2 separate regions of the Sus scrofa genome follow, and region 1 is linked to region 2. The links are chromatin contacts, called in public Hi-C maps. All regions are on one chromosome and are shown on one strand. Each heading gives the region's core, a stretch centred on a gene start, on an enhancer-like site or on the middle of the called end of the contact. The rest is flanking DNA. Distances are from core to core; before and after follow the strand shown.

The links. Hi-C and Micro-C count contacts between places; a contact is called where the count stands out from the background.
Region 1: a contact with region 2 is called in a Hi-C map of liver, with 4 times the contacts expected there. The contact joins two enhancer-like sites. A contact is called at or near these places in 1 of 5 promoter capture datasets (liver) and 3 of 47 Hi-C or Micro-C datasets (liver and skeletal muscle).

Annotation. Positions count from the first base shown.
Region 1 is chr6:29,082,239-29,086,121 of Sscrofa11.1, reverse strand. No RefSeq gene overlaps it. Among named protein-coding and RNA genes, the nearest start is that of SMPD3, 59 kb to the right of the region's middle. Within about 2 kb of position 2,196, at least 3 of the 83 cell types and tissues checked have an H3K27ac peak or open chromatin away from gene starts, as enhancers often do. A contact at or near this core is called in liver, where this site is marked.
Region 2 is chr6:28,971,658-28,975,846 of Sscrofa11.1, reverse strand. All of the region lies in intron 1 of SMPD3 (sphingomyelin phosphodiesterase 3), which reads left to right. Among named protein-coding and RNA genes, the nearest start is that of SMPD3, 52 kb to the left of the region's middle. Within about 2 kb of position 2,271, at least 2 of the 83 cell types and tissues checked have an H3K27ac peak or open chromatin away from gene starts, as enhancers often do. A contact at or near this core is called in liver, where this site is marked.

The sequences.
Region 1 (3,883 bases), core at 947-3,446, 110 kb before region 2:
GCTTCTCTAATCCATAGAGAAAAATGCATCACGAACCCACCACAATTAAGTAAAGTGGTCACACTTCTCTTTTTTTGGATTTAGAGCTATTTAGAAATATTAGCAGCTGACTTTGCTTCCAGGTTTTTATTTTTATTTTTTAACCTCAACTGAAACTTTTTTCTTTTGAATTCCATTAAATATTTTAAGTGCTCCAGGAGGGAAGAATAAAAAGATGTTTGTGTTTCCAGCTCTGCAGCCAACCATTGCTCAAATAATACCCTCAACGCATAACCTGGGAGTTTAAAATCCTTAAATATTTATAATTATGCAGAAATAGCCCCGAGAAATGTTCAGCTTACTCACAGCTGGATAATTATCGGCATCCAACATTCACAAACTCAGAGTTCTCAAAGTTTGGTGGCATCCCTCTGCCACCCAAGGCTTTCTAGGGACGTGGAATCAGTGGGCATGTCCCTAAGGGGGCAAGGAAATGGCATGTCGAGCTCTCCTGAGCACACTGCAGCCCCTCCCCTGCTAAGTTTAAGCCCCTCTTTCCTTCTCCAGAGCATGAAAAGTCCAGATGTGGAATGCAAATGGTGCCCAGCTCCAGTGGTAATGAGGAAGAGCCAGACACACACACACACACACACACACACACACACACACACACACACACACAAAATACTTACTCATTCCCAACAAATACTTTACTCAACCCATGGCTGAAGTCCCACATCCAGGGGTGTCCCATGGAGTCTCAGATGCTGTCTGAAAAAGGGGGCTGTCATCAGATAAGCATGGGAGGCGCTGTACACGCTACCGCTGAGGCCCTTCGGAGAACACACCCTCTATTAATACATCTTCCCTCTCCTGTCGTCTCTCCTGCTGCTCCCTCTGCTCCACGCACATTTCCAGAAGAATATCAAGAAAACTATTTTCCCTGCATAATTACCCACCTCCTCTCCACCCACCTACACACATCTTTCCTGCTTTGAAGTGGCAGCTGCTCTGATTTCTTTAAGTGGACTTGCACTCTGCATTTACCAGTCAGGTAGAGTTAAACTGAGGGAGCTCCAGCCAGTCTAAGGGCCAGGGACCTTGGCTCCAGCCCTCCCCTCACCAGACCTGCTTCCCCTGGGCTCCTCTGTCCACATTAAAGGCCCTTTCCCACTTCTCCTTGGCTGGGGGTGGGTGCAAGGCTGTTGCTGAATGGGTCAGCAACCAGCTGCCTGGTCCTCCTTCCCCTGAACATAGGAAGCCTCAGTTGACCTTGCAACCTGAACGGAAGTTCTTTAGTGAGATCAGCTAGCATGTCCTCAGCTGGAGGTTACATAAAATCCAACCCAAACTAATGAGAACAGTAAAGAGAGTGGGTTGGCTAATGTAACCTCAGAGTCCAGAGGTAGCTGAGGCTCCAGCTGAGGTTCGGGCAGGGCACTGGTTCCACCACCCTGGAATTCTCTCAGGCCTGCCAGACTCTGGCCATGGACTTCATCCCCAGCCCAGCCATACGCCAGGCTGCAAATGGGTCAAAGTTGCTTCAAACCCATGTCTGTGCTCTGACCATCCGGAAGAGTCAGTAAGTCTTTTTTCAGATGATCAAGAAAACCTGTCTCAGGGGATCTTCAAAAGTCCCCTGGTCTGGTTGACCCAGCTTGGGTGAGATCTACCCCTTGGCCATCTATGGCCTGGTAGATGGCGTGTGCTAACTGGCCTCACTAAATCGGGGCCCACCCCTGCAGGGGAGACGCTGCCTGGGAGAATGATGGGTATCCAAGTAAATGGATGGAAGAGGGCACCAAGAAAAGAGAGAATGTATGCCAGAGGCCCACAGTGGCCAATGCCCTCTTCTCTGGGTAACTTGTAATCAAGTCCCCGCACCTAATCTCTCTGAGGAGCAAAGATGAACCTCTTTTTCAGTGCACCTCAATAAAGAGCTTTTCTAGTAGGATCCTTGCCTGTCTTGTGTTCCCAGCACCCAGAACACACACTGGCTGGCCAACCACCGATATGTGTGGGAGGAAGGGATCAAAGGGAGGGAGAAGCAGGGAATCCAATTTCACATCTGCTCAGTACAGTTGGCTCTGGGGCTGTGGGTGAGTCGATGGACTGAGACAGCCCTCGGATCAATGGAGCCGGTTGGCTGGGGGCTTGGGGCCCAGAGTGACACCAGCGCTTCCCCACAGGCCTCCCTTCTGAGATGGACAGGAGGAGGGAGAGCTTTTATCGACAGAATGGTGTGTGCCTACTGTGTAAATACTCTACTCCCCAGGCTGCAGGGACAATTCAATGAAATTCTGGAAGCATCTGTGGAATATCTACTTGGGCCAGATCCAGGAATGGGCAGTGCAGGGCCCAGAGCAAGTGGACAAGGCACAGCTAGCTCCGTCCTGTAGGTGTACAGCCTGGTGGATACAGGTCCTGACAAGCCAGCACAAAATCAGTGGGAATTCCATCACCAGAGGTGGGAGGGGCCCTGTCAAGGCCCCCTCTGCTTCATCTCAGTCCTATCAGCAGCCAGGATGAGCCCCAGGAGCCCTCACATAGCTGCTGGGTGTTCTGGACACTCTCCACTTACAAACACGTGATTTGTGACAAATCAATCCATACCTGCCTGTTTTCACCTTAGTTGCTAAGGCATAAATGAAAGTGTATCTCCTCAACTTTCCTCATGAAGAAATTGGTACTTTGGACACAATGCGTCTGTTTCTTTGAGAGCTCTTCTTAGTAAGAGGAATACATTTATTTCTTCAGTAAAATAATCTATTGCTCAAAATTTTGAAAACTGACTTAATTTCTACGCCTAATTCCAGAGTGGATGTGTGTTTGATGTCAAGGGCCTGTAGACACCCCAGGTCAGGTGTTGGTGCAGCAAGAAGGGATCCTGTGGCCTCCCAAAGACAGCTTCCATTTCCCAAGAAAAAAAAAGAGGAATAAAATGAATAAGAGCCACATGGAACCATGTAAATTATGAGATGCAATAGGGATTTGATTACCAGCCTTCTCAGGCAGTGAGAATTGTGTCCGACATTTTCACTGAAACTACCTGGATGCCCTTCCCCGGGCTGACTCATGCAGTGACAGCCCCTGGAGCCCTTAGGTCTGGAAGTTGCTGGGTCACCTAAGAGAGACACTCTTGGGGTTGGGAATCCATGACCTTTGGTGGGAGACCATACTGGCCCCTCCCAAGCTATTCTGATTCAATCATCAGACTGAAATGTATTCATTCACCCTACAAATGTGTGGTGGGCACCTACCACGTTTCAAGTTCGGCTCTAGGTGCTGGGTCTGAAATGCTGGGCTGCTTAATTCTCAGGATGGTCACACTGAAAAGGGTCTCCATGTTTCCCCCCTTTGCTCAGCCCCTAAAAAGGAGGCCTGGCTAGGAAGAGGTGCCAATGAAATTTCCAATCCAGGCTTCTCCCTGAGTAGACATGTGGGCTTTTCTCATTGATATGTCAAGCAGGCAAGTGCATACCTAGTGCCTTCCACATTCAAGGCGGCCTTACCAGACACTGGGAGGCTATCCCTAAATAAATCGTATAGGCATTAGTGGAAAGAATCCCCAGTGACTCTCAAGTTCATCTCCCTTGTTTGATGGGTGAACAACTGAGGCCCAGGGAGACTGGAGGCTTGCCCAGGAAGCCATTAGAGCAGGATGGGGACAGAGTGGTAAACCCAACTCTAGACTCTTGATCTTGAGGTCAGCATTTCTATCAGATGGATTAATTAGGGGAAAGACCAATGGTATCCGCTGACAGTGATGAAAGCTGGGTGAACTCCCTGCACTGGGATACTGCTTTCTAGGCATTGTATTATTTACTAGGATAACCAACTGTCCTGGTTTGTCCACTACTGAGGGATTTCCCTGAAAGTGGGGCTTTTAGTGCAAAAACGGCAA
Region 2 (4,189 bases), core at 1,022-3,521:
CAACAACCTTAGCACAACTTCTGACATACACTGTGTGTCCCAAAATGTTGATGCTGCAGGCGCTATCACCACACACATGCGAGTTCACACAAGTCTTTTAAACTTTAAGGCTACATTTTTGCCTACCTCCCTTTATACAAGGCAGCCTAATTGATGCACTAGTTCAAACAGTTGGGAGCCGTTTTCCCACAGTTGCTGCCATGCCACTTGGTACGTACAGAGGGAACCGAACCTTTTGGTGACTGACGTTGGCCTGGCTAGAAACCACTGTATTAATTCAACCAAGGTTCCTTGAGTTCCTCTCAGGGCCTAGGCTCTGTGCTGGGCACTCAGGGAGCTCTGGGCTGCCAATACAAACCCCAGTGGGTGTGCATGTGGAGGGAGGGGCTTGACAGCTGTAGAGCTGAGCCTCAGAGGCTGGGTGCCAGGGTGTTCCAGGCACAGGGGACAGTGTGTGCAAAGGCACGGAGGCGTGAAAGAGCATGGCATGTTCCAGGAAAGAGAAAAGCTAGAGACTGGGGCTACGAGAATGAATCACTGGGAGAAAGAAAAAGGCAGAAGTGAGGCTGAGAAGGGCAGAGCCCCATCACCAAGGGCCCCTAAGCCAGGCAACACTGGTGGATTTGTTCTGTGCGTAGAGAGAGGTCTGGCAATGCTGGACGAGGGCAGGATGAACTCACACTGCTTGTGGCGGGGATCACGGGCTGGGACATGGAGAATGAGGGAAGGGGCTACATGCAGGCTTGGTCCCTGCAGGCAACCCTGCAGGCAAGAAATGAGGAGGCCTAAAGGGAGATGATGGCAGGGAAGGCAGGGAGCAAGTGATAGAATTTGTTCCAGAGTGACAGAATTGCATTGTTTCCTCTCTCCCGCCCAGCAAGTAAAAGAGGGCCTGTCTCACTTTATAACTGTTCTTATATCCCCGCGCTGCGAACCCAAGTAGGGACCCAATTTCTCCTGCCCCAGCCCCCGAAGCCTTGGGTAAGGGTTGAGTGTTGTCTGATCTCTGAATGGGGCATATTTGACCTTCTGATTGGGCTTGTGCAGGGTACCTCTATTTGCATGGGGAACAGGTTATATAGAGGTGGGCTGAGGAATGGGCGACATTCCTTTCCTCCCAGGGAGGGAGCAAACCAGGCTGCTCAAGGTGGGGGAGGGGGCATCGCAATAAGACTTGTCCAGAGGCTTTCGGGCTTAATCTCGAGGGGACTTGAAGCCTGTAACACAAGGACTGGAAATGGGCCAAAGAGCTAGGAGTGACTAGCTCTAGACAGGACAGGTTGAGGGTGAGGAAGGGGCCAAGGACAGAGCTCTTCCCAAATGATCAAAGGGGCCCAGGCTTGCAAAGCATGGGAGCTGGAGCAGGGAGGGCAGGGCTGGTCCCTGGGACAGGTCTCTGGCCCCTGCCTTCCCTTCACTGCTTTCAGTCTCCTCTCTGTCTTTCTCTCTTTACCTGCCACCAATAGGAAACCAAATACTTTTTAATTTTTTAATATATTTCCTTTTTTTTTTTTTTGTCTTTTTGCCATTTCTGGGGCCGCTTCCACGGCATATGGAGGTTGCCAGGCTAGGGGTCGAATCGGAGCTGTAGCCGCTAGCCTACGCCAGAGCCACAGCAACGGGGGATCCAAGGCGTGTCTGCGACCTATACCACAGCTCATGGCAACGCTGGATCCTTAACCCACTGAGCAAGGCCAGGGATCGAACTGTCAACCTCATGGTTCCTAGTCAGATTCGTTAACCACTGAGCCATGACAGGAACTCCCTATTCCTTGTTTTTAATCTAAAAAATTAAGTGGAATATTTTCTATTTCTCCCTCAAATAGAAAAGCAAAAATAATTAGTGTGCATGAATCTTGATGTGTTTTTTAAAAAAAAAAAGCAGGCAGCTTTTTACCTGTGGGATCTGCAGACCTTCCCTCAAAGCCAGAGGGCACATTCTTCAAACCCAGGATGATGACATTTTGATAAAGTTTTTTTTTTTTTAATGATTTCATTTTGCAAGACAAACGGCTAATAAAATAGAATATATTTTTTTTGGTAACCACCCATACACCAATCAATCTGTCACTCGGAAAACTGTTTCCTGGGAGGTGTGAAATGAGGCCACTCTGTGGGAACAGAGAGCCCCCGAGAAGGCTTCCTCTCACCCAGATGACACTAATCACCCCAAATCTACTGGATTCTGAGCACAAGAAAAACACAGTTAATTAGTTGCTCAATCAATACTGACTTTTGGAAGCCGAGCAGGAGGCCACTGTTCCAGTGTTTACATGCAGCCACCCACACATCATGTGAGCGTGTATCTCACCTATGTTTCTTTGCAATTCCACCCTGTTGGGAACAAAACTAAAAAGTGATTCCCACCCTGGGGGCCTGCAGAGTAAGCTACACCTTGGGCGTTCTGCGCTGCCACCATTCAAGTAAGAACTTAAAGGGTCTAAACAAACAAACAAAAACTTAAAGGGTTGTTTCAACACCACCAACAAAAATTTTAAAGGACAGGTTTCAGCCATAAAACACATCCCCTCTGTGCCCACTTGAAGTCACCATGAGAACCAAGAGGCCCTCCCCTCACTCACCCAGTCTTACCATCTCTGCTTGGCTGCTTTGTGTTTTTTCTACCTTCATTTTCCCTTAGCCCTAATTCTCTCACTACTTTTAAAAAAAGTCTATTACAGTGCACATAGAACACAGTTTAAGTCGCCTTGAATCTCTTCTAGATCAAGATGAAATAAATCTTAATTCATCAGAACCTCCCTCAAAGCAGCCCTAACTGCAGAATTCTCCTGCATAAAACTTAGAAGGGAAGCTGCCACCTTAGTGAGCACACAGTAGGCCCTTGAAAAAGTCAATTAATTTGTTTTTTTAGATGATGAAATCTGCAAAACCTCAGGAACAAGTAAGGTGAACTGAGTAATAACTACTTTGAAAGAAATAAATGACTAGCAGGCCCAGTTCAGAACCACCACCACCAAAAGACAGCTGTAATTCCATGACTATAAAAGAACTGAAAAACATCTGAATCTAGTAGTTTGCATAACTGAAACAATAGAATAAATGAATCAGTGATGCTGAGGATAAAATAAAAACATCCAACCAGAAATGGAGACACAGAAAACAAACAGAGGCTCAAATAACTGACTGGGAAAATGGGGAACAGTGTCACAGCCCTGAAACTGGAGGGAGGTATATGATGAAGAAAACATCTAGGAAAAAAATAACACAAGAAAAGTTTCCAGAGATGAAAAACAACTCGGCATAGAACTAAAGTACACAAACTGTGCCTTTCAAGTTTGACTCTCAGGGAAAGAAGTAAACATTTTCTAGTTAAATTTTTGAATGATAAATTATCTGGCAAGATGAAGTGAAGGAAGATAGGTTCTTTTGAAATTGGAATGACAAGAATGACAAGAGAATTGACATCACGAGACTGAAGATAAACCCCAGGAAAAAATGTGCAATTCTAAACAGACATCAGTTTGCTCCTAAACAAGACTTGCTTTGTGTAAGCAGAAGAAAGCAAAGACATTTAAAAACTGGGGAGGAGTTCCCGCCGTGGCTCAGTGGTTAATGAACCTGACTAGTTCAATCCCTGGACACGGGTTAAATCCCTGGCCTTGCTCAGGGGTTAAGGATCCGTCATTGCTACGAGCTATGGTGCAGGTCACAAAGGAGGCTTGGATCTGGTGTTGCTGTGGCTTTGATGTAGGCTGACAGCTGTAGCTCAGATTTGACCCCTAGCTTGGAACCTCCATATACCATGGGTGCAGACCTAAAAAGACAAAAGACCAAAAAAAAAAAAAAAAAAAAAAAAATTGGGGAGGATTTGTTCACAATTACACTTTTTAAAAGCAAAGGAGAGTGTCTGATTTTTCATAAAATATAAAAGATAAAAGCTGACATAAAAGATACTGGAATTAGAATGGTCAACTGAAAAAAAAAAAAAAAAAAAGAAGCCAACTGACAGAATTTAGTCATTCATAATAATTCCCAAATCCTGTTCCAGCCCAGACCTCTTCTCTGGTCTAAATATCCTGCTGTCACCTGGACACAGTCATGCAAATGTCTCATTTCCCCTGCCCCCCAGCCCAGCCCCCAGCCTTCCCCCACTCCAAGCAAGAACCGCAAACCTCTGAAAGCATTATTTGTCCTTTTCCACATTTCCCAGCCACCCCTCAACCCCATC